Regions from separate parts of the Hordeum vulgare genome. Here all the other regions are linked to region 3. The links are chromatin contacts, called in public Hi-C maps. All regions are on one chromosome and are shown on one strand. The core of a region is the stretch at or near the end of the contact, and the rest is flanking DNA. Distances in the headings are between cores, read along the strand shown.

Region 1 (2,700 bases), core at 47-2,546, 220 kb after region 3:
ACCGGCACAACGATAGTAGACATCTCTAACAAAATAAGTAGCGTAGTTGTGAATTAATTAATCTATATACTATGTATATAATTTTCTTTAAAAGTTTTGTATGGTTTTAAGATTTCATATATGATATGTTCAGATGCGAAGAGATTTAAGTGAGGAGTATCTGATCAGTGTCTACGAATACATTCAGGCACGTCCGTAGCTTTTTTTTTTTTTTTGAGTAGATGCTATGAAAGACACAATGATGCATGCGTGCAGTACAAGGTATCGGCTTACCATCCATGCACAGTACCACCGAACAGCCTAATCTCAACACGTCAGCCCCAGATTGGATATAAGCCGCATCATGAATGACGTGCTAACGGAATAAGTGGCCTAGTTAATTATGATGGCGACCACCATTGCATTAATAATAAAAACCACTTCTAGCATAGCAGCCTAACAGTATGGTCCGTCATTCGCGATGACTAAGCAAGGTTATTTATGCTTTTCCATGAACATTTTAACATTTAACATAAGATGTGTGAGGATCCCTAGACATGTACAATGGTGCTTTCTTAGACATGCCATGTACTCCTTTCGTTCCTAAATACAAGATCTTTAAAAAAAATTTACTATAGACCTCATAAGAAGCAAAATGAATGAATCTATACTTAAAAATATGTCTATATACATTCGTATGTAGTGCATAGTAAAATCTTTAAAAAGTCTTATATTTAGAAACGAAGGAAATAAGATAAATGAAGAGGTGGAAGAGTTAGTAAAGGCAAACCACTATTTTTCAAAATTGATAAACACAACCATGACTTATTGATTATTCATTAATATCAAACAAAGGCTAACATCAATGTCAAACGGGTAAAAATGAAGAAAACCAAAGGCAAACCAATAACGAAAATTACTTTCCAAGTAAAGCAGGCAAAACAGAAATGCCTAATTCTGTACGGAAACTATAGTCGATAACTTGATGTTAACGGGCGCCATGCATGACGTATAACGAAATTGTCCGGCTGATTAATTGTGATGGCGACCACGCCACTTAATGGAGTCAAGCAAAAAAACAAAAAGAAAAACCGGGGTCAAGCAAGCTTGCAGTCATGTTAATTTCTGTCCAAATTTTGCAAGAGAGGAAGGTTACTTGTAAGAAGACAAACTTCGCCCGCACACTTAGCCATCGGAAATCAGAACCCAGATTTGAGACCTTCAGCTGCATTTTCAAGTAGATATGGTGCGAGTACATGCGTGTGTGGTGGTGGAAGTGCATTGTACTCGGTGTTCAAAAAAAAAAACTCGTGTATGGAATACTTTTTGTCCTTTGCACGAGATGGCGATTTTCCTTGAAACAAGAAGAGAAATTAAATGATGCGCTGAACGCCGTAAGTTAGTAGTACTACTGTAGTAGCACAGTACAATCTGAGATAAGGTTAAACCCCAGTAATCTAGAATCTACAGAGGCATCGTGACTTGGTGAGTAGTACTCCAGAATAAGAAGGAAAAGAAAAACACTACTAGCTCTGTGATGACACAGGTATAAGTGCAGGGCAGCTAGTAGAACATACACACCCCCTGCCATTACAAACCACCCACCATTTTCGTACACCACGCGAGATCAGGGCACCGAGAGGCCAGCCATCCGCGGCTCCACGGAACCAAGAAGCCCGAGAGCAGCCATGGCCGGCGCCTCCGCCACCAGCACCCGCAAGGGCGGCATCAAGGCCTACTGGAAGCACCGCGGGTACGACCGCCTGGACGCGGCCGCCGCGCAGCGCCGCCCGCCCCTCGCCAAGGCCGAGCTCGGCGCCGGGGAGCCGGCGACCGCGGGGCGGCGGCGCGGGTGGCGCGTCCGGCGCCGCGGCCTCGGGCGGCGGCTCCTGCGCGCGCTCTCGCCGCGGCGGCTGCTGGCGCGGCTCCGGGACGCGTACGTGAGCGCGATGCTCCGGCTCGCGTCCTCCGCCGCCGTGGGGTACGGCTCCGCCCCCTTCTGCGCCGGCGCCGAGCCCTTCGCGCGGCCGCGGCCGCTCAAGGAGTACGACGAGAAGGTGCTGGTGGAGATGTACCGGTCCATCCTGGCGCGCGGCGGCGTCATCCCTCTCTCCGGCGACGCCGCGCTGGTGGTCGGCCCCGCCCCGATGGCGATGCCGGCCGCGGCCACGGTGGCCTGACAGCCCGCCCGCCCATCGGCCGCCGATCCGCGCGGCGCGGACGCTGGCTTGTCACGCAGTTTGCACCTCTGTTTCGCCGCGCACAACATGCGAAGTGTGCTCCTGTCTAGCGTGTATGGTAGAAGCTCTGTGGTACTACGTCTTTGCTGCAATTTGCAAAATGGTCTACTGTTACAGGATTGATAAGTCCTCTTCAGTTTCTTCTTCTTCTTCTTTCTCGTTCTCTTCCGAATTTTAATCCGTAAAACTAGCGCGAAATCCACGGAAGCAGGCTCTACTGTCGGCTAAATTTACTGAAATCCGCAGGATGTTGTTGGAATAGTTTTAGAAACAAGGCGTCTGGTCTCAAGCGGCGGCTTTGTGGTTAGTTGCATATAATTAAGCGTGGATGGTAACAGAATTAGTGTGCAAGAATGAAGAATCAGGAAGCGGAGAACGCGCAACTTTTGAGCTTATAGAATTGATGCTGTTGAGGGTACTAGCCATACAGACTGGCAGGGCTGCCGGTATTCAAGCCAGTAGCGGCTAAACAACTTGCGTG
Region 2 (2,727 bases), core at 138-2,637, 250 kb after region 3:
CATAGTCCTTGTACACTGGAGTACCAATACTTTTGGGATCCACCCACTGGATCACATCAGCCCCTGTCTGGGCAGTCTGGTTGTTGAGGTAGATGTTGAACACCCGCTGATTGGGCAGCGTAATTGGGGATTGTATCTCACAGAAATGGAGCCTCACAAGGTATGTGAACCCAGCATCCACCTGCACTATCCAGGTGAGATTGTAGGCCAAGTTCACATCCTTGTCAGGCCCCATTGATCGCGCCGTGGCATAGACATCCAGAGGCGCCACATATCCCGGCACATTGTCGGGGTAGGTGATTGTGATATTGGGATCGTTCGGGTAGGATACCCCAGCCCCTGCACCGTAAATGTAAGGCGTGTCGTCGTCCCACGACCGAGCCCCGCCGGAGTCCTTGGAGGGGGAGATCGCCTGGCCTCCGACGTTGAGCCGGTACATGGTCTGCAGAGCAGCACCGGGATCCATCGGGAATGGCTGGTTGTTGGCGTCGCCGGTGACGAAGAAGGGTGTGGCGAGGTCAAAGAGATCTGGGGAGGAGACGACCTCGATGCCGTTGATGAAGGCGTAGGCGTTGCGGCGGGCCTTCTCCGGGGTGAAGGTGAGGTCGAGGGTCGGGCCGGTGACGTTGACGGAGAACTCCCGGACGATGTAGGCGAAGTTGAGCGCCGTTGTGGTCTGGTAGGCGCTGAAGTTGGAGAGGAGCGTGACCTTGGCGGCCGGGACGGAGACGGAGAAGAAGGCGTCGGCGGCGTTCCGGTCGGAGTAGTTGGCCGGGTAGAAGTGCAGGCGGAGGAACTTGCGGCCGGGGCCGAGCGGGAAGGAGTAGGTGAAGGGCGCCGCGGAGACCCGCGCGGTGAGGTAGGGCACCTGCGGCACCGAGGGGTCCTGCGCCCCCGCGGCGGCCGAGGCGAGGTTCGGCGGCGCGTACTTGGAGCCGGCGTCGCCGGCCCACTGCCGGCCGTCCGTGTCGTCCCCCTTCCCCGTGGCGCCGCAGTCGAGCAGGATGTCGTCCCGCGGCACGAACGGGGCCGCGGGCGCGGGCGCGTCGCCCCCTCCCTGCGCCCACGCCGCGGGGACGAGCGCCGCGCAAGCGGCGAGGAGCAGCAGGAGGAGCGCGCATCTCGGGCCTCCTCTCATGGCGCGAGCTGCGTGTAGCTCTGCGTTAGCTCGCGGCTCACAGATCGCCCATCAAACGGCTCTCCCGGCGCCGATCTGGGGCAGATTTGCGTGCGGGTGCGGGAGATGGCGGCCGCGGTGGTGGTGGGGAGGAGAGAGGGGTCGAGGAAGAAGGTGGGAGTGGTTTCGGGGACTACGGGCGCGGCATTAAGCGGGGGGGGTCAGTGGTGGAGGACGCGGTGGCCAGCCAGCAGGGGGCGCGGCTGAGGAAGGCTGCTGCCGCTGCCAAATGCAAGCTGTGAGCCAGCCGAGCCAACACGGAACGGGGCAACGGGGCGAGGGGACCCACCAGCGACGGGGTCGGCGCAATCAGTGCCGAGAGAAAGCGAGAGGGCGACGCGGCGGGAGGAGGAGGGCAGGTGTGGGCCCCGCTAACATGGGTTAGGGGTCGCGACGTGCACCGTCTCGTCAAGAGATCCCGGTCATTTTGACGGTTTGACCTGCGCAGCGCCTGCGTTCCCATCTCGACTGTCAAGATGATGACAATGACCCTTTTTCTTGTAAAGGTACGTATTTCCTATTTATTCGTAAAGGTAATTTTTACTGCAATGTAGTCATTGAAAGGACATAAGGGCATAAACTATGGAGGCGCTAGAATGTTGTGGTTTCAACCTTCACGCATGAAAAAAAACTGCGGGGCCATCGTATGAATAGTTTCTGTCCAACCGAAGCAGCATCACCTCGGGTGCCCCACGTCCTTTCCCGCTTGTGCCTTTTCCAGTTCTACCGCCGTCTTCCCGTTCTCTTTCGCTCTTTCCTTTCTTTTTTTTACCTTTCTAACACTTTATTACGGTGAGGAAGCAGCCTCTTCTGCAAGATCCCGTCTCGATCTGCAAGCATCAGTCTTTTTCCCTTTCTCCTCCACGTCAGCAGGTCCTCCAACGTGGATCAACGGGGCAGCGGTCCAAGCTGGAGCGTTGGTCATGCCCTAAGAGCAATTTTAATGGGGCGATTCATTTTATCCGTTGGCGTTCGTTGGATTTTTTCACGATTTTGACCCATGGGATGAAAGTATTTCACGGAATGAACTCTGATTGAAACCATTTCACGATCCGACCTTTTTTGAAACGCCAGAGCCCGTGGCGTTGCAGACGTACATAGAAACGCCAGTCTAATGTGGCGTTGCAGACCCACTCAAACGCCAGTCTAATGTGGCGTTGCAGGCCACGAGTGAAACGCCATGGTCCATGGCGTTTCAATAACACACATGTTGCTGGCAGCATGCCGTGGGTTGGCTGGATGTCGTCGCTGCGTCCATAGTGGGTCTGCAACGCCAGCACTGTTGGCGTTTCACAATCGGCCTGCAACGCCACATTAGACTGGCGTTGCAACAAAAAAAAACGCCACGGTAGACAGGCGTGTCACTGTAGGGCAGCAACGCCAACACTGTTGACGTTTCACAGTGGGTCTGCAACGCCACGGTAGACTGGCGTTGCAAAAAAAAAAAACGTCACGGTAGACAGGCGTATCACTGTAGGGCAGCAACGTCACGGTAGACAGGCGTTGCATAGTGGGGCAGCAACGCCATGACTTGTGGCGTTTCTAAAAGG
Region 3 (2,810 bases), core at 222-2,721:
CAAGAAACTGGCGAACTTAGAGACCTTTGAAGCACCTTCTCCGAAGGGCATATCAATCAATGCATCGATAGCACGGAGAGCCAGCAAATTTTCAGAAACATCGTTGCTTTGCAATAAACTAGATATCTGCTCATATAGCTGATCCATAAACCTAAGAAAAGCTTCACCACTGAGATCTCGAGCTTCCTCCTCAACATGCTTCCGCAGGGCAGCAGCAATAACATCCTATTAGAGAGGAGTACAAAATGTATCAATCTAGAAAAGCATATTGCTCGATATACGAAGATAGGTGCCAGTCAACATAAGGAATAAGCAGTATCAACAACCAAAGAGTCTTGAGGTTAACTATCCAAGGAGCCAAACCTCAAAAAACCCAAAAGTACCAAATTAGGAATGACATCTATGTTGCATTGCCATCAACGCAAAAACCATATGTGGGAACTACTAACTTCGCATTATTTCCACCATAAGACCAACGCCTGTTCCTAGATTTCATGGTACATCTGATAGCCCAACAGCTCTGCGCGCGTGAAACAACCACTCAATAAAGTATATATATGGGAAGCTATAGAACGACAGTATTCCATGCTATTGTCATGCTAATTCATACAGTACTACTAACACAAGCAAAATAACCCGATCAGGTAAACCCCCATTTTCGTTATCAACATCAACACCAACAAGCAGCACCATCGCAAGCAACAAAACAATTGACCCAAGTAGCTTCCGGCAAGAAGATGAGACCCCATGACTGTTCATCCACTCCAGCCGAAAACCCTAGCTCCAGCCTAACCGCACAAACAACACCACCGAAATCTCAAAATCGGAACAAAGAGAAGGTAGGAAACAAACCGCTCCAGATGAGATGTAGGCTGCAATGTTGAAACTGTGGTCCTTGGGGATCAAATCTGCACACCAAACGAAGCTTGATTTTTAGCCACTCACAGAGGAGAAAGAAATCCCTGGAAAAAACGGCGTGGAACAATCCGGGAGCGGAAGGGAGACAGTGGAACCATGACTTGGGGAACGGGGAGTACCTTTGGACTTCTTCCCGATCTCCGGGAAGTGCGGCGAGGGCTTCATGTCGACGGCGACTCCAGAGCAGTGGCGGATCTAGGATTTTAAAGCAGGGTAAATAATTATTATGTCACTGATCAGATGTTCATGTACTGGATAGAAAAATTAATGTGTATGTGTTTACAGGACTGTGTATTCATGTACTGGATAGCAAGTCTGATTGTAGTTAACGCAATAGACTTGACTCTTCCAACTGATTGATGCAATAGAGAGCAAAGAGCAAACCCTAAATCAGAAATTGGGGAATGAGCAGTGCCGCAGTGGACAACTTACCTCAAGTCCTCAAATCGGGCTAAACGCTGGCCGCCTGGCAGGGTTGCTGGCTTGCTGCCCGCCGACTGCCGGAGTCGGCGGAGAGCGGACTGGGCGGCAGGCGCCGCTTGCGCGGGCGCCAGGGGGGCGCAATGGCGCCGAGCGCCGAGCGGGCGGGGTGAGCAGGGGCGGCTCCTAGGCGTCTAGCGATGGCGAGGCAGGCAGTGACGGGCGACGGCGTCCGGCGAGGCAGGCAGTGACGGGCGACGGCGTCCGGCGAGGCAGGCGGCGAGCCGGCGAGTTTGGGAGCCGAGCGGCCAAGGTCCGGGGCAGCAGGAGCTCGGTGCGTGTGTTCGAGTGTCCCTGCGTGCGTTGTTTGTTGGGCTAGCCGGCTGAGATGGGTCGGGACGAGTAAAGCCTGTTTGTTGGGCCATTTTTCACTCTGGTCCATATGTAATTTCCTAGAGAAAAGTATAGTTTTCCCCTTAAATATAACGTTTAAACTGGTTATTTATAACACCACAAATCTGCAAAATCGGATAAATCTTTCACTAAAGTAATTTCGGACATAATTTGAGGTGGTTTTGACTTTGACTGTGTTGACCGATCATGTTGACATGACAATGCAAACCGAAAATGCCTAATTCACTCACACTCCGCGTCACTCTCGTGTGTCTCCCTGGACGTTCGGTCTATTTGATTTGTTCGGTCCGGTCTTTTTGGTATTTAAAAATTTCGGTCTTCCATAAGTGAAGATTAAAATAATTTCCGTCTTTTCGGTTCTTCAATATTCGGTCTTCGGTCCCGACCAAAGAGACCAAATTAATTGCTAGAACTTAGATTTATATTTTTTTCAGTAACAATTGTATGAAAATTACATAGAGGAGAGGTACATGTATGTACAAAGGTGTGTGTGTGTGTCAAGATTGCTCGCCTTCAGCTGCCAGGTGGAGCACGAGATTAACAGACGGGACGGATAGACGCGGGAGGGTCAGCGTTGGTGATGTGACACGACGCACGGGGCACGGGGCATGACGGTTGACGGCTTGGAGCCTCGGATGCTAGACGGCCTCGTTGGCGTCACCAGTCCAGGGCACGGCTCGGGCTGCCGGGATTCATTGGTCAGGGGCTCAGGGAGCGTGGCGGCTCGGTGCGACGGAGGTCATGGGCTCACAGGGGATGGAGCATCGGGCCACAGTGGCGGCTGTCGGCGGCTGGCTAGGGTTTGTCGTGGGAGACAGTGAGACATTGGGAAACGAGACTACGGGAGTGAATCGTGAGGTAAGGGCGTGAAGCAACGAGGCTGAGCGTGAGGTGTGGCGATCTCGCTCGTGCATGCGTGGGCTATTATTAATTCGGTCTATACGGGCTATTCGGTCTATAGGACAACCTAAGAGCATCTCCAACCGGCGTCCAACACGCGGCGCGATAAAATCTGGTTTGCGGCGCGATAAAACTTTTTTGTTTCTCGTGCGTGTGTT

The links. A called contact is a pair of places that touch in the nucleus more often than the background predicts.
Region 1: a contact with region 3 is called in a Hi-C map of leaf, with 6 times the contacts expected there. The contact joins the promoter of LOC123412300 here to the promoter of LOC123440764 in region 3. A contact is called at or near these places in 3 of 6 Hi-C or Micro-C datasets (leaf and seedling) and 1 of 1 datasets of contacts at active chromatin or transcription factors (embryo).
Region 2: a Hi-C map of leaf shows a contact between it and region 3, with 3 times the contacts expected there. The contact joins the promoter of LOC123440783 here to the promoter of LOC123440764 in region 3. A contact is called at or near these places in 4 of 6 Hi-C or Micro-C datasets (leaf and seedling) and 1 of 1 datasets of contacts at active chromatin or transcription factors (embryo).

What each region holds. Positions count from the first base shown.
Region 1 is chr1H:406,776,096-406,778,795 of MorexV3_pseudomolecules_assembly, forward strand. LOC123412300 reads left to right here and starts at 1,297. Exons shown (of 1, transcript XM_045105259.1): 1 at 1,297-2,342. The coding sequence starts at 1,668. The coding sequence ends at 2,159.
Region 2 is chr1H:406,803,032-406,805,758 of MorexV3_pseudomolecules_assembly, forward strand. It overlaps LOC123440783 (receptor-like protein kinase FERONIA), which reads right to left and starts at 1,388. Exons shown (of 1, transcript XM_045117334.1): 1 at 1-1,388. The coding sequence starts at 1,138.
Region 3 is chr1H:406,556,987-406,559,796 of MorexV3_pseudomolecules_assembly, forward strand. LOC123440764 (serine/threonine-protein kinase TOR) reads right to left here and starts at 1,472. Exons shown (of 59, transcript XM_045117316.1): 1 at 1,351-1,472; 2 at 1,038-1,113; 3 at 853-908; 4 at 1-225. The coding sequence starts at 1,083. It also overlaps the pseudogene LOC123399709.